2 separate regions of the Zea mays genome follow, and region 2 is linked to region 1. The links are chromatin contacts, called in public Hi-C maps. All regions are on one chromosome and are shown on one strand. The core of a region is the stretch at or near the end of the contact, and the rest is flanking DNA. Distances in the headings are between cores, read along the strand shown.

The links. Hi-C and Micro-C count contacts between places; a contact is called where the count stands out from the background.
Region 2: a Hi-C map of leaf shows a contact between it and region 1, with 7 times the contacts expected there. The contact joins the promoter of LOC103649927 here to the promoter of LOC103649923 in region 1. A contact is called at or near these places in 4 of 25 Hi-C or Micro-C datasets (bundle sheath, endosperm, leaf and 1 more).

What each region holds. Positions count from the first base shown.
Region 1 is chr3:32,346,809-32,352,369 of Zm-B73-REFERENCE-NAM-5.0, forward strand. It overlaps LOC103649923 (DNA excision repair protein CSB), which reads right to left and starts at 2,703. Exons shown (of 7, transcript XM_008675604.3): 1 at 2,344-2,703; 2 at 2,052-2,244; 3 at 1,441-1,974; 4 at 943-1,345; 5 at 1-626. The coding sequence starts at 2,144.
Region 2 is chr3:32,891,652-32,897,208 of Zm-B73-REFERENCE-NAM-5.0, forward strand. It overlaps LOC103649927 (chaperone protein dnaJ 20, chloroplastic), which reads right to left and starts at 1,928. Exons shown (of 2, transcript XM_008675612.2): 1 at 1,358-1,928. The coding sequence starts at 1,831. It also overlaps the pseudogene LOC103649928.

The DNA of each region.
Region 1 (5,561 bases), core at 1,453-3,952:
GTTAGGGTTCCTTATACGATGACCCTCATCCAACACAGCATATCCCCATTCTATATCAAGCAACTTCTCCCCTAAGATTCTTAGCTGCTCATATGTGGTTAAAAGCAAACCTGATCCCGAATTTACTACCCGTGAAATCAAGTCATCCCACTTCTTTGCAGGCTTTGCACGTCTAACCTCTTCCTGATCACTATCCCAAGAACCTTCGCTGTCAGAATCACTATATGCCTTGCTCTTTTTACTCGAACCATTTGCAGAATCATGTAAGATTTCCACCTTGAATTTTGGATACCACCTACTGGCCTCCCTTTGCCACTGTTGAAGAAGTGTTACAGGACAAACAACGATGCTGGGCTTGTACATGCCGCTGTTATGCAAAGAACCAAGAAATGATAGAACTTGCACAGTTTTTCCCAGGCCCATTTCGTCTCCAATAATTCCACCGGCTCTTTGACAGTGTAACTCCCACAGCCACTGCACTCCCACTTTTTGGTAATCAAATAGCTGTTCATAAATTGTGCCAGGAATTCTCAAACCACCTTCAAGAATAACAGGAGATAATCCACCTTCTGCTGCTTGATCATCATCCTCAGAAACTGATGTCGCAAAGTCCCCAACATCCTCACCTGTGAATACACAAATATTTCATTAGGAGATGTGTTCTATTCTGTTGAGTCATAGGGAACAACAAGAAAGGTATGGCGAGATAATCATTGATGATTTATTTTCAAAAGTTTTTTTCCCTTCCTGGTGGTGGTTTTGGGTTACCAATAAATAATAGGAAGAGGTTGCCAGGGCATGGAGCAATGAGTTGCCCAGGGGACTTATATAATAAGAAAACAACAAGAAAGATTACATCATTTGGTATATGCATACAGATTACAGAAATAGAATAATAGCAGAACCTACAGTCTAAGAAACTGTAAACCAAATTTGGCATACCATCAGTTTCCAATAGTGATTCCTTCCTTGAATTGGCTTTTCTCCATTTCTTGTCAGGCAAAGGCCTCTTGGTCTTATTCCTTTGTCTCTTCCTTTCCCGTCCTTCTGAACTAGGAGGTACAGGGCGTTTTAGGGGTCTTCCAAGCCTTTGAAATGGAGCAGTAGGTGCGTCCAGCCTAGGTAAAGATTCTGGATCAAGCAATTTTGTTGTAGGGCGACTTTGTGCAATTTGCTGCATTGACTGAGCGACTCTAGCAATCCTGGAAGCTTCAATTGCTTCTTCAGCTTGTTCGGAGGGATCATTTTGCCTATGAGAAGGTCCAGGTAATTCAACACGCTTCTCAAAGCCCTTCAATTTGTGAAATGGTGTCAGCAAGCCCTTCCTGATTAGTTCTTCCCTTTCCTACAGCAAACATAACATAACATCAGAATTAAAAGGCAGTGAAACATGGCAAATAAGACCAAAAAAAGAAGTAAGAAACCCCAAGGATAGCTCACTGTTTCCATAAATCCTGCAGAAGCCCCATCAAGCACTGCATCGAAGTCATCGTCGTCATCATAACTCATGGTTTTCAGTCTAGGAGCTGACGTTTTCTTAGGCCCTCGAGCCGGCATTAGCGACTTCTTCTTACGCCTTGGCTCCTCTTCAACCAGCATGGCTAGCATTTTATCTTTCCTGTTGTCCGAGCCAGATGGGTAGGGGTCCGACTGCAATATCTCTTTCTGAATCTGAGCTTTAGCTTTCTTGAGGCTTTTAAGGCGCTCAGTGGCAAGAGCCTGCTGGAGCGCTCCTCCATGAGGTTCATCCTGAGAAGTGTGATTGGCTTGTTTCTGCTTCTTTTTATCTTGTCCATCAACGCTGGCGTTCTTAGCTCTTTTAATGGTGGAAGCTACGGCATCGATCTCGAGTTGCACGGAACGCAGCTTCTGGTGCAGATTGGCCTGCGCATCAAACTCAGGCGCAACACTACTCCCGCTGGGGTCATCGACGGCTGCTCCTGGCTCGTCATCGCGCTTCGGTTCAGTTTGGACCTGCACACCACATACAGGAGGGCAACTTGAGCAACTTGGTGGTGCGGGGATTACTCAAAGCTGCGAGAGGACTTTGCCTGCGAGAGGATTTTCTTCTCGATGTCCTCGATGTTGGCGGACGTGACGCCGAGGCTGTGCAGCAGGCGCTGGTCGTCGTCCTCTTCGTCCATGGCGTCTGCCGGAGACGAGAGGCACAAGGCTCTCGCGGGCGAGCGCGTAGCAAGGGGCAAAGTAGCGGCCTTGTAGCCCCAGCACCCAGGCTTTGGGGATCTGAATAGCGAGGGGGCAGAGTAGGAATCCAGTCGAATTTGTCAGATGATATGCGCCAACCAAGCGAGGGCCGACGGATGGGTGGGATGGATTACTCACCACCAGTAACCCAATCCAATCCAATCCGTGTCGGCCGGCGGATGGGGGAGGGACGCCACGGCGGGGTAACAGCAATTCAACAGAGACGGCGGAGTACCGGCGTCCTCGCGTGCTGCTTAGTAGAGGCCGCGGCGGAGGAGGCTAAGAATTCCAGATGCCTCCCTCCAGTCCGCCCGTCCCTCCCCCTCCTCCCCGGGGCGAGCGCGATAGGGTACGGGGCTTCTTCCCCGTCTCAGCCCTCTCCGATGAACAGACCCCAACAGTAGCGGGGGCGGGGGATTCGTCGTTGTACTTGTATCGGTCGTGTACAGACGCCGCGCCGCCTTTGTGTTGGGTTTGGGTGTGTGACACACCTCTCACCACGTGCTTGATCCGGTGTCCGTTTAAATTAATAACACGATCTCAAATTTATAAAATATAAATAACTCGTTTAATATTTTTATACTTTTATAAGTATTTCATCTGTTCTTTTTTTTTCATGGTTTAGTTCAAAAATAAAAGCGATAAATATTCGAGAATGTAGGTAGTTATTTGTAAGACAAATAAGTGCATATAAATATTAGGGTTTAAAATTAAATAACAAGTAGTTATTTGTAGTTAAAATTTTATAAGTTTGATTTGAATTTTGTCCAAAATGACAAATAATAGGACATAGGAGGGAATATGCGGCAAGTTTAATTACTAGTAAAAACGTTGTCGGGTACCGTAATTAGGGGTACCCCCAATGCTTCTAAACGCGGCTCGAAAACATCTTTAGAGCAAACCATACACGACTGATAAGCACGATTCAAGTCAGGACCTCGACTACCAAGGGACGCGACCTCATCCGAGCCCAGCCTCGGCCTCGGACAGTAGTCTCGGCCGGATTCACGCCTCGCCCGAGGGCCTCCTCAGGCAGTAGGCGCACCCTCGGCTCGCCCGAAGCCCAGCTTGGGCAAACTTTGTCGTACAGCGACCTCGACCGGATCGCGCTATCAACCGACCGTATCGCATGCGCATTTAATGCGGGGATCGTCTGACACCTTATCCTGACACGCGCGCCTCGGTCGGCAAGGTCGAAGTGACTGCAGTCACTTCACCCTTTCACTGACCGATGTGACAGGAAAACAACGCTATTCACCCCGTTCCGACTGCTGTGCCAACCACCAGGGTAAAGCTGAGTCACGACCTCCCCCGAGTTCAGCCTCGGGCGCAACAGGGAGCTCCGCCTCGCCCGACCCCAGGCCTCGGCCTCAGGAGAAGTCTCCGCCTCGCCCGACCTAGGCCTCGGACCGACTACGCTACAGGGGATACATCATTACCCTACCCCTAGCTAGCTGCCTCAGGCTACGAAGGAACAAGACCGGTGTCCCATCTAAGGTTACTCCGGTAACAGGTAATGATGGTTCCCCGCGTGTGCCCATGACGTCAGTTGCTCTCAACCCCCTACGGAAGCAAGGAAACGTCAGCAGGATCCATGCCGCACCGCGAGCTATGCTTCTACAGGGCTCAAGGCACTTCTCCGACAGCCACGTTAGCACACGTACAGGGCTCAAGGCGCTTCTCCGCCAGCCACGTTAGCACATAGCTACACCCCATTGTACAGCTGGGCATCTCCGTGTATCTATAAAAGGGGATGTCCAGGGCCTTCCTAAGGCACGTTGAGACGTTGAGACGTTGAGAATAAGGGGAACGCAGAGACGCGGGGCAGACGAGACAGGCAGAGACGGACGCACGCAGGGACTCTCTCTCTCTCTCGCTCTCGTCCTCGCTCTCTCGCGACGCTTGTAACCCTACTACGAGCACCCCGGTGCAAGATAATATAAGCCTCATTCCCCCGCTTGTGTTCCATCTTGCATCAACACATCTGGGCAGGGGCACGCAGCAACAAATTCACTGGTCGGTTGACGGTCCTCGCGGGTCCGAAACGCCGACAGTTGGCGCGCCGGGTAGGGGCTCGCTGCGTGTTAACAAATACTTTCCCGTTGAGTTCCAGATGGGTAGCCTTCAGTAGCCTCTTCAGCCGGGGACGGTGCTCTGCTTCGGGAGTCTCGAGTTCATGTCCCGCGACGGCAGCTACGACATGGTACTCCTCCCCTCGCAGCGTGACAGCAACGACGGTCGTCGGCTCGCTCGGCGGCGGCGAACTCAACGACGACTTCCCCCCATGGCATAAGAGGAACACCCGAGTTTGCCCCCGCCACCCTCCTCGCCGGAGGAGGAGAAGACGGGGCAACCGTGGCCAGGCAGGAGGCGGCACCTCGTCGGCTGTCGGACCAGAGCGAGTCGACAACGCCGGCACCCCTGCGGGGGACATGTCAGGTGTTGTCCTCGCACCTGAGACAACGACAGGTGTCGCTTCCCCGCAACACGCCAACCCCAAGCGGACTGATGCCGCCAGCACCCTCACGAAGGACTTGCTGGGCGTTAGCCTCGTACCTGAGATGACGGTGCATTCCGTCCCTGACGCGACTTCACCACCGTCCATCAACCAAGAGGTACCATCCGTTTTCCACCCTGTCCCTTTTAGATTCAGCTTCGATCCACCAGGCGACCCTGCTTCGGTGAGAGCTTTCGCGCAAGGGCATATCCTGACCTTCCAGGGTACCATATGTGGTCATCTTGGGACCGACTGACGGCCGTCTCAACCTCCGGACCCATGGGTTCCGAGGAAGACGACGACCCCGACTTCGGTTGGGATTTCTCCGGACTTCGTGATCCTAGTGCCATGCGAGACTTCATGTCTGCATGTGACTACTGCCTCTCCGGCTGCTCTAACGATGACCATAGCTTTGACGACGAGGGTTACGACCTAAGTCGCGAGTGTTTCCACATCGATTAGGGGGGATCACGACGAAGACAACCACCTCGGCATGCTGGAAGATCACAACCCCATGTGCCTGCGTCTCGCGTTGAGATCCCGCGGGAGCTAGCTGTGGTCCTAGTCCCTGCGGGGGGGGGTCAGGACACACAGCTCGAGCAACTCCGTGAGATGCAGGCCAAGCTCGACGAAGAAGCGGGGCGACTTGTGCAGCTCCGACAAAACATCGAGCAGGAGTGGGTAGGACGAGCACTTGCCGAAGGAGCGCGTCATCAGGCCCGGGACGTCCAGCGCCGTATCGTTGACGATGCCAGGGCAGGGCTGCCCCCGGCCTTCAGCGGGGCCGGCCAGAACCTAGCTGCAGCAGCGATGCTACTCCGAACAATGTCGGAGCCATCCACCACCGAGGGGCGGCGTA
Region 2 (5,557 bases), core at 678-3,177, 540 kb after region 1:
CGCTCCTGGCTCGAATCTAAATTTTTTTGTATGTATTAGTAAGTTCATCAATCTTCAAAGCACTGTAAAGTTAAAAGGCAGCTTTGAACACCCAATATCCACAGCTGAGTCACAAACCATAAGAGATCTTCGTAAAAATCCAAAACAACAAAAAAAAACGAGAGACCTATGCTGATGGCTCCCACAAGAATGGAGTCGGGAGACGGAATAAGCGAGGCAAGCCTTATCCCTGTATTTTTTCGAAAGCCATGCTTCGGCGAACACATTAATTAGAGCATCTCAAAGAGTCATTCTAAAACCAACTCTCTAAATCATCATTTGGAGTGTCATTTGCATATAAATCATTTTCTATATCTTTCCACTCTCCAACAGTTTTTCTATATATCATGTGCACTCTAGAGTCATTCTTGTTCTATCTTTGACTAGTGAGAAATCCAAAATAAAAGATGGCTATATTTGGATAACCAGATAAACAAGCTGTCGGAGGACATTATTCATCAAAATCTCCAATCCCTAGAAAGATGTGTAAAGTCTCTTGGAGTTGCTTGGGGGGGGGGGGGGGGGGGGGGGGGGGGGTGGGCATCCAGATCCACTGTTGTCACCAACAAAGAAGACTACATGGGAGAACACCAGAAGGGCGCGGGCAAGGATGGAGGACAGAAGGAGCTGCAAGGACATTGTTCTGGGCCGTCGTGTGTCCAAGCCCAGTGGGCGATACCCGTCGGACATATGGTCCGTGTAAGGAGAGAGCAAGGGAGATATTTAGACTATGGTTATCTCTGTGAACGTCAAGAAATAAGAAATACAGAAACCCTCCTATCTTCTTCCTTCCCGAGCTGTTCTCTCATCTCCTCCGTAGCCGTCGTAGTTGGTCGTTAACAACTGTTTTGTAAAGGTTGCAGTTCACTCATGATGCATATGTTTGAACTCCTATCAAGGACTGTAGCTGAAACAACTAGATTTCTTCAAATGACAGATTAAGTACTTAAAGGAGCCAGATCGTACAGCCCAGAAGAACTGATGGATCCCCTCAGTTACAGATCAATGATCTGAAGTCTGCAAACGCCCTCTTGCCTCCATTAGAATACCAACAAATTCCAGACTGGGACACTAAGTTCAGCAAATTCGCTTCACGTATAATTAGGAAGAATTTAGCACATGTTTTTCCATTGACAATCTATAAACAATAGAAGTTAAAGATCACAGCATGAACCCAACAACCAATCGTAATCCTGACTAGAAGATTGCACCTCTACCAATCGGATTGGAACCAAACACAACGCAATGCAACCAAGCGCCAACGCCATGAAAAGCACCAAGTACCCAAGTAACAAGTGAGGAGAGCAGTGATCCAAACCTGGTAATGGTAGTAGGCGTGGTGGGATTGGGAACGGCGCCCGGAGAAGGCGAGGCGGCAGACGCCGCGGGCGAGTGCACGGTCGTAGCTGGCGCGGCGGCTTGGGTCGGAGAGCGTCTCGTAGGCCTCCTGCACCTCGATGAAGCGGCGCGTGTTCTCGGCCGCGGCGCCCGGAGGGGACACGTCTGGGTGGTACTTTAGCGCCAGCCGCCTGTAGGACGCCCGAACATCATCGGGGCTCCCATCCGCTGAGATCCCGAGCAGGTCGTAGAACGTCCGCGGTGCTGTCTGCTCCTGCTCCTCCGTGCGCACGCCGCCGCCGTCCTCACGCCGGACGCCCCGCGCGCGCAGGCGGAGGCGCAGGCGCAGCGCTTCCGGCTGTGGCGTGTTCCACGGGCGCCGGAACGCGATGCGGCCCGCGGCGGGGACGGCGGCGGCGGAGGAAGTGGGGGGAGTGGCGGCGAGGTGGGGCATGTGGTTTTCTTGCTGGGCTTCGCTTGCTGGTTTGGTTTCTCAGTGCGGTTTGCTTTCCGCAGATCTTAAGCGCCAACCGCCAATAAATATTATATATATAATACTGTTCTAAATTAATTTTGCTTTAAAAAATAATGGATTCATATACACGTGTCTAGATTTTGGCTCCATCCCCGATATAGTTATCCATTATTAAAAAAGAATGTGTTTAGATTTATTATCATTTATTTAAATATGAACATAAAAATTAAGAGTTAAAACGGGTACTCTCTATCCTAATATGCTATTTGGTTTAGGCTTTTGTTTTTGTTCATATTCAAACGGATGAAATTGAATATAGACACCTAGTGTTTATATAATATTATATAAATCTATTAAAATCCTAACACAAACTAATCAGCGACAAATAAAAAAACAGAGAAAGTATCTATTAACACTATAAAACAAATACTATTTTAAGACAAAATAAGTACTATTTTTGAACATAGGGCCTATATAGTAAGTTCAATTTTGTACGAAACAGACGTGGTACCACAACAGCAGCGTAGACCATGTAAAAGATACGACGATATTTTCTGATCAAATCTTGTCGCGTGAAAATTATTGTTTCACATGGTGTAAGCGTAGTATTCATATTCATGTAAAACTAGGTGAGTGCCCGTGCGTTGCAACGGAAATATATAATACTACAATAACTTATGTACAACTGTTTTAACGAGAATATATAATATTACGATAATCTCTACTACTCTACAAGACTCTAACGTAGACCATCTGTGCACCGTAATTCTGCCTCCCTCCTTCTCGCCCCCTCACACAAGCCTCACTGCCTCCGAAATGTCGCCCACGCCTCGGCCGCCACACGCAGCCCCGAAACCTCGTCGTCTCCCCGGTCCTCGGCGTCCCCGGTCCTCGGCGTCCAGACATAGAATTGAAAAAACATGAAACAGTTACCCCGAGAAACATTAGGCACTCATCAGCTCCTTCATGTGCATGAGAGTTAGTTGTCTCGTCCACATTTACCTTTTCAAGCTTTGATCAAAGATTTAATGCCAATAATTAACTCTACTTTCTGCGGGTGATACCAGATACAAACATGCATCAATTAATAATTAATAAAAAAAGAATAAGGAAGAGTTAGTTGTCTCGTCCACATTTACCTCTGGAGCTTCTTCATGTAGAACTCGAGCTCTTTACCCTCAAGGATGTAGCTGGCCAATAAAAGGAAATGCCACTGTAGTTAGCCTCGAGGATGTAGCTGGACAATAAAAAGAAATGCCCAGCAACTGCCAGGAAATTTAAGCTACTGAAGCGAGGTGAAATGGTCCAGTAGTCCTTACCCATCAGCTCGGCCACACTGCCCAGGACGAGCAGAAATGTAGGCCAACAATCTCCCACTGCCAAATTGCTCTTCAAATACAACATGCTGATCATAGAGAAGAGATTCGTTGAAAAACTAAGCCACAAAACTGCACGTGTTAAAAACAATGCATTAATAAGATATCTATCAATCAGCTATTCACCAAATACAATACTTCATGAACCATTAAGTCAACCTATTCTAAGGGCATGCTTTGATAAACCAGTTTTGAAGGTTGTTGGAGATGCTCCAACAACAAACTAAAGGTGACATCGAAGTAGCTAACTCATAGTTGAGTTGAAGAAAAACATATTACTATCAGAATTGTTATGTCATGGCCTCATGGGTAACCACGATGACACGATTGATTCGATCAGCTAAATTCCATTGCACAATATTTACTTAAGACCTCTGTTCCAGCCTTCTGAGAATTATTAACCCAAAATCACATATACGCTTGGCAGCACCAGCTCTTGTGCAATTTGAGATAAGTCTCGTATGTTTTATTTTCGATTTATACAACAATGCTGATTGGTTGGGTACCAGCTGATAAATATTTTAGAGTTAATTAAGGTTCATGAAAGTGATTCCTGGCTACAGTATCACATGAATTTTTTTAGATTGGTTCCCTGAATCATCTGATCATAACAGTCCTAGTGTTGGACTTCATAATGTCCATGCGTGGAAGGTAAATTGGTGTACTTTGATTTGTTGTTTCACTCAGATTGCTCTACTTTATACAAGTGCAACCATCCTAGTAAGGATACAAAATTTCAAATAATCAATTGTTGTACACCGGCCGGGCTTGGGATTTGATGGTCTGACCCAATTAGTAAGGCACAGTTGCAGTGATTGTTCTGTACCTGGGGTCTGTCAGGACGGAGCAAACGTTAACAAAGCCCCACTTTTCTCATCGTCTCCTCCAAATCCAGCATGTAGTACTCGTCCAGGAAAAGGCTCGGTACTCTTCATCAGAGTGAACAAAACTGGGGATAGTTCCTGAAATACATGGAAATAAATGTCACCATCTAAGGTGTGTCGTTGAAACATGGTGCTGCTGATGGCTACTGAAGCTTACCTCAAGTACTTTACTTCGGCTGCAAAGGATTTTATAATGAAAAATGGAGTTTTGTACGTTACAGTCGATTCTTGAACAAGTTTGCACACTTGTACTCTATGAAAAGCGAGACAAAAGAAACTCCTACCGAATTGTCTGTTAAGGCGATTGTTCCTCCTGGGCGAAGGACCCTGAATGCTTCCTTCACCAATCGGGTTATCGCTCGTGCTGGGCACTCATGGCACTGCAGGTTTTTTTTAGAATTATGGTACTCCATAGAATCTCGAATATAGCCATAAATTTGTGGTAACCGCTACTACAGATTTTAAATCCATGTAATAAAGAAGAATATTTTGAATCTGGTAGAAATTTACCACATAAGCAAGGGAGACAAGGTCAAATGAATCTGAAGACAGCCCGGTCGCTTCACCATTGGCATGAACCCAGCGAATAGGCTTTGGCCGTGACAGTTTTTCTTCCTTTTGTGCCTCCACAGCAAGAAAGTACGGTGATAGGTCGAGCCCCTGCATCATTCAGAAACACTACTACAGTTTACTCTTTTGGTGAACATTGGTTGCTTGTGAATGATCCATGCACAGAAGGAGATTTTGGGGCTTACAACAGCTTGAGCTGATGGGAACTTCTCGACGAGGTATCTGGTGCTTACTCCAACAGAGCAGCCAATGTCCAGGATGTCATTTACCTGAGAGCTCCCCAAGTACTTCAGATGATGCTCCTCAATTACATTCAGCCAGTTGCCGCGGACGATTTGGTTGGCCTCTTCGATTGATGTAGCCTCAGGTATGGCCCTCTTTGCGATCGACATTGTTGCAGGCTTGGCCTCTGCTGCAGCCTAGCTCATTCAACATCAAATTGTCAGTATGAGCGTGCACAAAATATGATATCCTTCAGCTGTTTTTTTCAACGGCGTCACATTCTCAAGATTTTAGAGAAAGAACGGTAACCTAGGATTGTTACGAAAAGTTGAGCTGCAGATTATCAGAGTACATAAGAAAACAATGAGAAGCTGACAACAACAAATAAAAAGTGAATTACCAGCCATGATAGATTCCCTTTGTCATAGGCATGAAACGGGTTGAGATAGTCTGATCAAGAGAAATGAGGCGTTAGCAATATGTCACTCCAGTTTACTTTACTTCGTCATCTCCCTCCACGGGATGTTCGACTTCTCCGTTGTCCTACACGCATGCATTCTCTCACCGACATCTCTGCCATCCCCAAGGAGAACAAGTGAAGAACTGCATAAATGTCTAGAAAGAGCGGCAGAGGTTTCTATTTTGTACGACTA